Regions from separate parts of the Ovis aries genome. Here region 1 is linked to region 2. The links are chromatin contacts, called in public Hi-C maps. All regions are on one chromosome and are shown on one strand. The core of a region is the stretch at or near the end of the contact, and the rest is flanking DNA. Distances in the headings are between cores, read along the strand shown.

Region 1 (5,902 bases), core at 2,189-4,688, 700 kb after region 2:
ATTGAGCTAAAACATCTAGCAGTATGGAAATGTTTAAAAAAGCAAAAAACTATGGTCATATAATGCGATATAAAAGAAGCATCAAAATCTACAGCACTGACATGGCAGCACGTGGACGTATGTTCATGAGTGAACAAATCAAGGAACATGCATATATACCATGATTTAAGTGGGGATGCAAGGGTGGGGTATAGGTGGATGTAGTATGTGTATATATGTGTTTGCACATCAAAAAATAAAAAGTCTGGAAAAATACACAATGACCTTCTGAAAATAATTGCAAGTCTGAGATACTAAAGTGCTGGGATGAGGGGAATTTCAATTTTTTGCTAATGTACTTGTGCAATGTTTGCAGTTATTTTTAGCTATAATGATTTTATAATGTTAAGAAAGAATAAAATAGAAAGAAAAGAAATTATAAATGCTAAACAACTCAATCTTTGAGCAAAAAGAATGAATTTTGGCTGAAAGAATTGCTTTAAAAGAAGATGTATTCATCTTTACCTAATGAAATTTAAATAAACAAACAGGAAAAATGTCTTTCTTGCTACTGTATTAATTTTCTGTATCTGGAATATTTATTTCAGTGGTTTCTTTTCAGTTATTTAATTCGTTGTGTTTAATTGATAGTGTTTACTAGAGTTTAGTGAAAAACTATTTTGTAAATATCTTCAGTTGTGGTTTATCTAGTATAATATCTCCCCCAGTGAATGGACTGTGAGTAGGGAATTAGTAAAGCAGATAAGAGATCTGGAGAGTAGTCTCTGGCTTTACTTATCTCCACAGGAAACCTTATTTCATGTTGATAAAGTTTGAAATCTTTCCTGTTGCTCTTTTCCATTGTTCATTGTTGTTACCATTTTAATGAAAGGTAGAAATGAGTCAAACCAATCTGCTTCTTCTGTCCTACTAAAAATTAATGTCAAAGAAAGTTCTTCAGCCCATTAAATAAGTGAATGTGGATGGAATCAGATTCTGACTCAACATGTCCAATTAATTGCTTCCAAACGTTAAGATACATTATCAACAAACCCTACACATAATAATGATAAAAAAATCAACTTGTAGAGAATGATTAGGTGAGAAGTGAACTAGCTAGAACCATCTTTGCTTACAAAACCCTGTTTATGTTGACATTGATATTTGCCATCTACTCTATTATAAATCAAGATTTTTTGTAGAAATGTACCAAAGATGGCACAATAATAAAGAAAACAGATTCATCTCAGGTTTTGAAATGTACCTAACAAACTCAACCTCTTGCAAAATAACTTTTTTATTCAAAATGGAACTGGGAATTGTTCAGCACACAATGAATCATCTTTTGGCAAGTACAATAGAATCTTTAGGGACATTTCACAGTCTCTTGCTCAATTGTTAGGATGTTTTTAGCTTTCACAGGTAGGGAAGAAGGTAGCTTGTATAGCTATCATCTTGTTGCTAAAATTGTACAGTAAAGATTTTTCAGAGTTGCTGTTGCAATAGATCTTTTCACTTTTTTCCCCTCTTCCTGTTTCTTTACTCAGAGCTGCTTTGTCTCTCGAAAACAATCTGGAATTACTTAATGCTAATGTTTTCTGGTTTTACTATTTACCCAGGACTCAAATGTTAAACATTAATGTGGGAAACTCCCTTTTCCTTACCTCATAGTCCTATATTTATTTAACTGTTATTTTGCATGAAGAAAACCTCGGCTTTCTCTTTGTGTGTGTTAATGTGCTTCTTTTTATTGACAGCCACATTCTGTTATTGTATTTGCTTTTTTTCAGGAGGCTGTAGATCCCCCCCTGGATGATTTTGAGGTAACCGAGACCACCACGGCAGCTGAAGTGATTAAATATGAGTATCATGTCTTATATTCCTGCAGCTACCAAGTGCCTGTGCTTTACTTTAGGGCAAGCTTTTTAGGTAAGACCATGTTGGAAGCTAAATGTAAATTCATAACATTTACATATAAGGCAGAAAGCAGATTTGGAAAATTATTCTTGAGAGAAAAAAAGAAAAGAGTTAAAAATAAGAAAACTGTGGGTGAGGTAAGGTTTTACCAGTAAATTTTCTCATGCTTTAGAAAGAATATCAAGACTTTAGAGTGAATGATATCATCTCAGCCCTAAGTCTGATCTGCAGATTCTTGGCCTCCTGCCCAGCGTTGACTAAGCCCCCTGGCCCTTTTTCTTTTCTTTACTTTAAACAAGTAGGAACAACTTAAAGCTACAATGTTTATTTACTTCTAACTTTACAGTGAAAATTTCTTTCAATCTCAAATGATCCCATTAACTCAAAAGTCCCCATGCCTCCTTCCCCAACACTAATTATTATTTTAGGAACTGTTTATCAGTCCATTTAAGCTATGTTTAAAAATAGCACTAACATTTCCTTCGGCCATCTATACATCTCCAGTGCCTCAGCTTCCTGCAGTGTTACTCAACTCATCCCCCTTGCCAAGAAGGTGGAACACCCTGTCTCCTCTGAGGTCTTGGCTAATAAAGCTTATTTAATCAGCGGCCACATGAAGTCCTCACCCTGCAGCACAGCCAGGGCTCCCCGCTTCACGTCCTCTGACTAAACCAGGTCAGCGTTTTGAGGCCTCTCCACCCTGGGCTCAGAAGTCAAGAGGAACCACCTCCCCAGCCCACCCCTACCCCATTTCTCTTTTTCTCTCTGGACTTATCAGCAGCATTTTGCATTTTGGACAGCCTTCTAACCTTTTCTGGATAGCTAAGACATCTGAATTTAGCCAGTGATATTTTATTTTTAATTAAAAAGTAGCTTAAGCTGCTTTGAATGTGTATTTGGTAGATTTAATCACTTGCTGCCTTATATTGTTTAATGGTCTCTAATTTTGCAGTGTTGGCGGTTTAACAAGCACTTAGGATTTAAAACACAAGAACAAATTCTCATAGACTCCCTGGTGAGAAGATTTTAATCTGAGGTGCAGCTCCTAAGAACTGACAATTTGGGGTAAATTTTCAACATGGGACATGGGGAATTAAGGACACTGAGTTTACTAATTCACAAACTCTTGCTGCAGATTAATCCATATGATTATTATAGGCCTTTAAAATACTCACTTTATTGTGATTCTACTTGGTTTGGAGCCCAGAGGTTAAAGGAAGCTTCTTGTCAGTGAGCTGTGTTATACTGAAAAATAGAAGGGGTTACATTTATTTACTGGAGGGGAGAAAAATGTCCTTCTCGGTTTTGGTTTGCAAGGACTCTACCCAGTAGCTTCTGGATTCATGTCGAGGCTGCAGGTAAAGGAAACAGGATACCATTTCTTCAATACTGTACTTTCATGTAATTAGTATTCACCATAAGCAGTTAATCACCAGAGAAGAGCTCCCAGAGACAAAACAAGTTGTTTAGCTTGTCAGCGTTAGGGAATCGGAGGTGTTGAAACATGACTGCTTCTAGCTGGAAGTGGGTCTTGCTGAGGCTGGTGGATGAGCTCATACGTGTGCTTTGCTCTTATGTGCCAACAGCTCCCCTTACAGTACAGCACAGTAATTGTTCCTGCAAGTTCAATTATATTTTAATGAAATTTGTATACTTTCTACGCTCTTTTCTTCATGGTGGTTTTCTGTTTCTTAAAAAAAACACACAAAATAACTAGCCTTTTTTGATTCTATTTATATATTTTAAGATGCTCTTTGTTTATGCTTTTATAAAGGAAACACAAACAAGTCATTTACTTTGTGTCGAAGCATTTCTTATTCTTCACCCTCCCCATTCTGTGTTGTATAGAATTAGCGTTAGGAATTTTTAAATTCTGGAATTCACTTAGTGATTTTTCAGGTGCATTAGAATATCAGATTTAATATTTGCAAAGCATACTGAGTGTTTTCTTGTGGAGAAACATGAAGAATGGTTCTTTCCTTTATCAGAGTCTGATAATTTCTTTTCCTTTCTCTACCTAACTTAACCTAACAGGTGTTCTGAAAATGTATTATCCTTTACTCTGGAGTCATAATTTTTCCTTTTTTCCCCTCAGTCCATTCCCTGTTCATATGTTATGTGGTTACTCTGGCCTTTCATCTGTTAAACAAATCTCTGTTAGTGTGGTGAATTGAATTCCTAACATCTTCTTCTTATTCCAGGTCCAGATTTTTCTTTGTCTCATTCTAAGAGAATTCCGACCTAGAAACAGGATGGCTATAAAATTTCTTGCTCAGGGGTCTTTTTTTGTTATTGTTGCTTCAAAAATAGTTCACTCAGCCTTGTTTTTGACAGGTATTTAGAATTTTTTTTTTTTTTTTTTTTTTGCATTTGAGTCTTAGTAAAAATTAGTTTCTCTGCTTTGCTCTGAATTTTATTCTAGTACCTTTTTTTTTTAGGTAAAGCAAGTAGTAAGTAATTCCTATTTAAATTGATATTACCTTTTCTTTTATCAACTAGCTTAGATGTAAGAGGAAATCTTTATTCTGTTTCTTAAAGTACAACTACATTGGACTGTGATCACCTCTTACTCCTTGATATGTCCAGTGTCTGCCAGGCCAACTATTGCCCAAGACTCAGCTAACATGCCATTTGTTGTTATCACCCCTGTGTCATATTATATCACATTATATCATATATCACATGTTGCATGATATCAGAAAATTATTTGTTTACTTGTTCCCTATAAAATGATAATCTAGAAGGGAGGAGGTTAAGGTAAAAAGAGAGAGAAAGGCAATTAATAGTGAGTACTTCAGCCTACAGAGTGATAAGCTTTACTCATAGATGTGTGTGGGTGTGTAATACTTATATTACATATATATTCTTTGTCTTACTCATTTTAATGCCCATAGTATTAACTGTGGCACAATGTCAGCAACTATTGAATGAACCTAGAGGAGGAATTTCTAACCATTTCTGCATACAGTTCAAAGATGGAAACCTCGAAACCTTATGATGGTTTCTTATTTGAACTTTTCTGATGAGTTATATGCTGCTACTGCTGCTAAGTCACTTCAGTCGTGTCCAACTCTGTGCGACCCCATAGACGGCAGCCCACCAGGCTCCCCCATCCCTGGGATTCTCCAGGTAAGAACACTGGAGTGGGTTGCCATTTCTTTCTCCAATGCATGAAAGTGAAAAATGAAAGTGAAGTCGCTCAGTCGTGTCCGACTCTTAGCAACCCCATGGACTGCGGCCCACCAGGCTCCTCCATCCATGGGATTTTCCAGACAAGAGTGCTGGAGTGGGGTGCCATTGCCTTCTCCAAATGAGTTATATGGAAGGGAGTAATTCTTTTGTCTCCAGGAAACTCAGAACCCAAGCCATCTCTATATCTTTACTCTTTAGTTTGTTGCTTCCTAGAGACTGTAGGAATGGTTGGCTAAGGAAAGTGGAAAGTCCTGAGGACTCAAAGCTGAGCATTTCCGCTAGCTGGGGAGCTGTTCTGCTTCTGTAAACACATATTTGCGTTGGATCCCTGAAGGCATACAGCCAAGGTGGTGCAAAATTCTGTTTCTGGGCACCTCTCGTTTCTACTACTTGGGCTTATAGGAGCTCAGTTGCTGAGGGTTTGATTAATTTAAGAGAGAAAATGTCCTTCCCAGTGCTCTTTTTTCCCTATCCACTCTTGCCATTTTAGGTTTGGGAGAGGTGGTGGGGCACGCTTAATACCATTTGCTCCTCAGCAGTGGGTGAGAGGTCATTGCACTTCTCTCAGGCATTGATACTAATAAATAGCCTACCCTAAAATGGTGCTTTATTGACTATGAAGTCCATTCTCACAAAGCACTGATATCTTCAAGTGGCTGTTTTTTTCCTCCAACTATTTTTAAAGCACACTGTGTTAAAGAATTATTTGTATTGTGCAAAAGGCTTCTAAGTACTGTTCATCATTCCAACACCTTTTTATGTCCCAGTTTTCCCTTTGTGGGGGCTTGGCTTTGGTCAGAAGTTGATAGCAAGT
Region 2 (5,468 bases), core at 380-2,879:
ATGCACAGGCAAAAATCTTTCTTTTCAGAAGGAATAAATCCTTGTGGATTTGAGAGAAGTAAGTCATCTAGGATCAATGATGAGTAAATATAATGCCTAAGTGTCACTTTAGAGACCATTTGCCTCAAGAAAGATGGATGCCCCTTACCTGATATTAAACAATGCTTTTCAAAATCTCTTGAGTTTGGATATATAGTTGTTTACAATTTTAACAGGGAGGATCAGCATCTTAGCTTTCAGAGTCTAAAGTTGGTCTCCACACTTTTCCATTATAACTTTGGTGTTTACATGTATGATGGAACACAGGAAACACAAAAGATCTGAAAAGGGCCACAGAGCGATATGTTTTCATAAGGGAAGTGTTTTGTTTAAAATTTTCTAATGTTTTCTGAACAGTTATATGAAGTAGAATATGACTGATGTCAGTGACTACAATAATTTCCCTCTAATAAAAGTCCTATATCCTGGGAACACAGCACCTGCTTTGCTGCCAGTGAGTAGGGACACAGTCAATTCTGCCACTAGTAAGATACTTGGGTAGACAAGCGGCACTCCAGAACCCCTGGGGTGTGATTAAAATTTTCCTTCTCCTTTGTGCTAAAAGCCTCAATCATTTGAATGTATCTCTTTGCAGTGTCTGTGTGAAAATGTTCACAAGAAGTCTGAATAAAAATGAGGCACCATTTCACATTAGTATCTTACTAAAAAACAGCTCTAGCATTCCTGGTGACAAGTGACTAATTCAAGCAAATAGTTACTATGTCTGGGCTTTATCGTGTTAAAGAGAAAATGTGTTGCTAAAAATATGATGACCCCTGGCACTTTATTGCTATGGTCTAAGCAACTGAGGCTAATTACTGATTTTCTGTATCATCTAAGCCAAATCAAGAATTCCACCTAGAGCAGTTACTGCAGAAATATACTGTTAGGCCCCAGCTAAGCTTCTGTTGATTTGAAGTTTTTTCCCTACATAAAAAGTACAAAAATACTCACTGAAGGTTACTGAGAAATTGTTTGATTTGACATAAAGATGAAGACACACTTCTTTCCTTAGTACACGTTGTCATTCACAGGATAACTTGCATCACACGCGATTTAATGAAAGCTCTCAAATAAGCGATTTTATTCCTATCCATGATTGCAGACATTTACAAAACCATAACATCTGAGTTCACCTTAAAAAATAACTTATATAAAGCAGTGATATACACAGCACAAAATAGTTCAGGGAGGGGCAGGAGCAACTTTTAATAATTAAAATGTAAACGTGAAAAAAAGGATGGAATAAAAGTCCCTACTCATTTCTACGTAAGATGTCATGTGATAGTTATTTTACAATGTCCTGTGGGTCAATGTATGTATGTGCGTGTGTCCATGTAACATACACACATACAGTACATTCTCTTTCCCACACATATACATACACAGATAATCATTTGCAGTTCAGTTGAGGGCAATTCTAATGCGCCGCTCCGTACAGTTGTTCGAATCACGTTTGGACCCGCTTTCTTCACAAAATAGGGGAGAGAGCAGGAAATAAAAAGGTTGGTTTGGTGTGACTGAGATTCCTTTGTTTAACTGTACACTGTGATGAATAATTTTCTTCCGTAGTAGTTCTGTGAAGGGCTGACTCACTGTGGTTTCCATGAGGAGACTTGGTAATGGATCACACACTCATTGTCATGCTAGGGGAGTACTAGGAGAGAAGAATCCATATTTTAACAACAATTCTATAGGCCACTGACATCCCCCTTGGTAAACAACAGTAACTGTGAATTTTAATGCTTTTTATGAACAAGCTTTTAATACACCATAAAAATTTAGAAAGCAGGAAAAGAGTAAATTATATAGAATTGACTGTCCTGAAATGTTAACTATTTCCTCTGGAAAGCAACCAGTCCTGTTCCTCTCTCTGAGCATAAGGGGCTGATAGGTACCTGGTCCCTTAGCTTTTTTTCTTCTAGCCAGATTCAGGTTTTATGGGCCCTTGGAACAACTAGGACAAAAATCTAGCCCAAGGTCGAATCATATGAAATAAGTATGGGGGGCAGGCTAGTCTTCGTTTTTCTGCTAGCTTGGTTAAGATGGGAGGCTACTAGCCTCTCAGTGCTTGTTTCCTTACCTGTTAATTCTGCTTAATGATAGTGTTAATCTTAAAGGGGTTTTGGGAGGTTTGAACATAAACCCCTTAAAACTATGTATTTATTGGAAACACAGAAATGTGCTCAGTAAATGCTGGATTAATAATTGAACTTCTAGCTGGCCATAAGAAATCCTCACTAGAGCACTGAAAAATATCAATACTTAACGAGTCTGATTTATACTTCAGCATATAAACTTCCCTGAAACTCTGACTCCAATCTCAATCCACAAGCATTTCTGGGTGGGAGTAGGGGCTCTGCCGCCACGTGCTACTTGTCTGTTAGAGGCTGACCACTGGTAGAGGCGAGGCTTTCAGAAATTTGGAAACATAGTCTTATAAATGATAAATAGAGCAGTTATTCTGATAATGATGACAATATACCATCATAAAAAGCTTTTCTAAAGCTTTTTGTTTTGTATTGGGGGTATAGCTGGTTAAGTGTTGTGATGGTTTCAGGGGGACAGTGAGGGGACTCAGACATACACACATGTGTATCCATTCTCCCTGAAACTCCCCTCCTCTCCGGCTGCCGCATAACGATGAGTAGAGTTTCATGCGCTATAATGTAGGTCCTTGCTGGTTATCTACTTTAAATAAGGCCCAGGTATTACTTCTTCTCCACAACTCCAGATGTGTTTTTATGAGCAGCCATGTTTAAAAACACCTGGACTATATGATCTTTTATTTTTATCTAGTTTGTTTCACTTTTTCTATTTCATATTCAGTGCTCCCAATTTCATTTAGTTTGTTTTTCAATTTCTCCATCACCGTTGTGTTTGATGTTCTTTCTCAAGTCTATCAAGTACAGTAGAAAAGCTTTTGTGTGTATATATATGTAAACAGTATGTATAATATATATTTTGGAAAACATGAATTTTTACCTAACTAAAAAATTTGACATTTGGATTCCATTTGTTTGACTTAGTATGAACACATGCTAGATTTCTAATTGAAAAATAATAGATATGCAACAAGCAACAAAGGTTTCCTCTATAGCACAGAGAACTGTAGTCGATATTTTGTAATAACTTATAAGGCAAAACAATCTGAAAAATGATACGTGTGTATGTTTACCTGAATCACCTTGCTGTGCACCTGAAACATTGTCTGTCAACTATACTTCAATAAAACACACAGATTAAAAAAAACTAAATACAGCAGTGTGCACATGTCCATCCTAAACTCCCCAACTATCCCTTCCTCCATGCTTCACCCTCGGCAACCATGTTTGTTCTCTAAGTCTGCAAGGCTCTTTCTGTTTTGTAAGTAAGTTCATTTGTATCATTTCTTTTTAGATTTGACATATAAGAGATGCCATATGATATTTCTCCTTCTCTGCCTGATTTCATTCAGCATGAAAATCTCTAGGTCCCTCCACGTTGCTGCAAATGGCATTATTTCATTCTTCTTGATGGCTGAGTAATATTCCATTGTGTACAGGCACCACATCTTTTCTCCATTCCTTTGTCGATGAGCATGCAGGTTGCTAAATGTCTGGGCTCCTGTAAACAGGGCTTCCATGTGCCCTCATACTCTTGAGGAATAGACTGTGATGGAAGAGTTCTAGAGTAGCATTGCCCAACAGAACTTACTTCAGTGGTGGCCACGTTCCACAGCCTGTGGTGTCCAGCACGAAGGCCACTAGCTACATGTGGCAACTTGAGCACGTGAAACGTGGCTAGGAACTAAAATTTTAACTTGATTTAACTTGAACTTGTTTAAATGCAGCTGGTGGCCTCTGTCTTGGACAACACATTCTAGATCATCTGTCATGGGAGAAGCATCTGCTACAAATGGAATGTTCTCTGGATGAAGGGGGTTTCCAGATTAGATGTAAATACGAGGTCTTAAATACTTGACATGTTTTATAAAAAACTGAGGACCAGGGCCTTTTCATACTGTTCATGGGGTTCTCAAGGCAAAAAATACTGAAGTGGTTTGCCATTCCCTTCTCCAGTACATCAGCTGATGCTTTTGAACTGTGGTGTTGGAGAAGACTCTTGAGAGTCTCTTGGACTGCAAGGAGATCCAACCAGTCCATCCTAAAGGAGATCAGTCCTGAATATTCATTGGAAAGACTGATGCTGAAGCTGAAACTCCAATACTTTGGCTACCTGATGTGAAGAACTGACTCATTTGAAAAGACCCTGATACTGGGAAAGATTGAAGGCGGGAGAAGGGGACAACAAAGGATAAGATGGTTGGATGGCATCACCGACTCAATGGACATGAGTTTTCCAGGAGTTAGTGATGGACAGGGAGGTCTGGCGTGCTGCAGTTCACAGGTCACAAAAAGTCAGACATGACTGAGAGACTGAACTGAACTGAGGACCAAGGCAAAAGGGAATTCCTTTTAATGTGGTACTAATGATTGTGCCTCATGGAAAGAGGCAGATAAAGTGAGAGGGTTTGGTCCATTCTGCAAGGGCTTAACCAGGAACAATGATGATCCTGAGAAGAAAGGCATGAACCTTCTGAAAAGGCAGCAGAGAGAACAGATGATGTGAACTCCAGATGAGCTAAGGTGGTGTAGGAATCAGAAATGAGGTATAAGGTGTGGACTAGATATGGATGGATGTGTTAATATGGAGAAAGCAGGATTTCCCAGGGAAGAGTGCAGGGCGACAGTGGTTCAGCTGGCAGAAGTCTGGACTGAAAGGCATCAGTTTGATCTATGGCTTAAACACAAAACCCCACATTGATCTTGAGTAAAAGTAGATGACTAGGCCTGAAAACGGATCACCAGAGCCTAAGAGGAGGATTGTTAATCCTTTAAACACAGGTCCAATCAAGAAAAAATCTACCTGTTTATCATTTAATAGCCTCAAATTTCCATTCAGTCTAGAAAAGCTAAATTAGACATGTTACTGACTTTCCATGTTGGAGTACAGTGAGTAGGTTGATAAAAGGGGAGACTGCTAGAAAAGACAAAGGGAATTTGATTTGATAGACAATGTCTTCCCCTTTAAGCTTGATAGTGGCAGCAAAAAGCAAAGCTAAATAAAGCCCCAAACCCCAAACAATCATAGACAAGGATCTGTGAAGTGGAGCCCACCCTGACCCTGTGATGGGAGGGCATCTACCCCCAACTCATCAGGAGAAACCATGCAAATCTCCACGACAAGGAACGGCAGCATGCTGCCACAAACTATCCACAGACTTTGACAAACGATTACATTTTGGTATTTGACATTTAGGAGCAAGACTAAACAAGAAAATAAATGGATACCAATGTTTTATTAAAAGTAGAAAACATCAGAATATGGCAAAATGGGCACAGGAAATTTGATGCTGTTCAGTCACTAAGTTGTGTCCGACTCTTCAC

The links. A called contact is a pair of places that touch in the nucleus more often than the background predicts.
Region 1: a contact with region 2 is called in a Hi-C map of skin fibroblasts, with 2.4 times the contacts expected there. The contact joins two enhancer-like sites. A contact is called at or near these places in 3 of 16 Hi-C or Micro-C datasets (hypothalamus, skin fibroblasts and tail adipose tissue).

Annotation. Positions count from the first base shown.
Region 1 is chr5:79,669,668-79,675,569 of ARS-UI_Ramb_v3.0, forward strand. ATG10 (autophagy related 10) reads left to right here. Exons shown (of 7, transcript XM_060415984.1): 4 at 1,770-1,908. Among named protein-coding and RNA genes, the nearest start is that of TRNAC-GCA, 79 kb to the left of the region's middle. Within about 2 kb of position 3,439, at least 39 of the 54 cell types and tissues checked have an H3K27ac peak or open chromatin away from gene starts, as enhancers often do.
Region 2 is chr5:78,970,027-78,975,494 of ARS-UI_Ramb_v3.0, forward strand. SSBP2 (single stranded DNA binding protein 2) reads right to left here. Exons shown (of 16, transcript XM_042250727.2): 16 at 1-1,696. The coding sequence ends at 1,667. Among named protein-coding and RNA genes, the nearest start is that of ACOT12, 41 kb to the left of the region's middle. Within about 2 kb of position 1,630, at least 5 of the 54 cell types and tissues checked have an H3K27ac peak or open chromatin away from gene starts, as enhancers often do.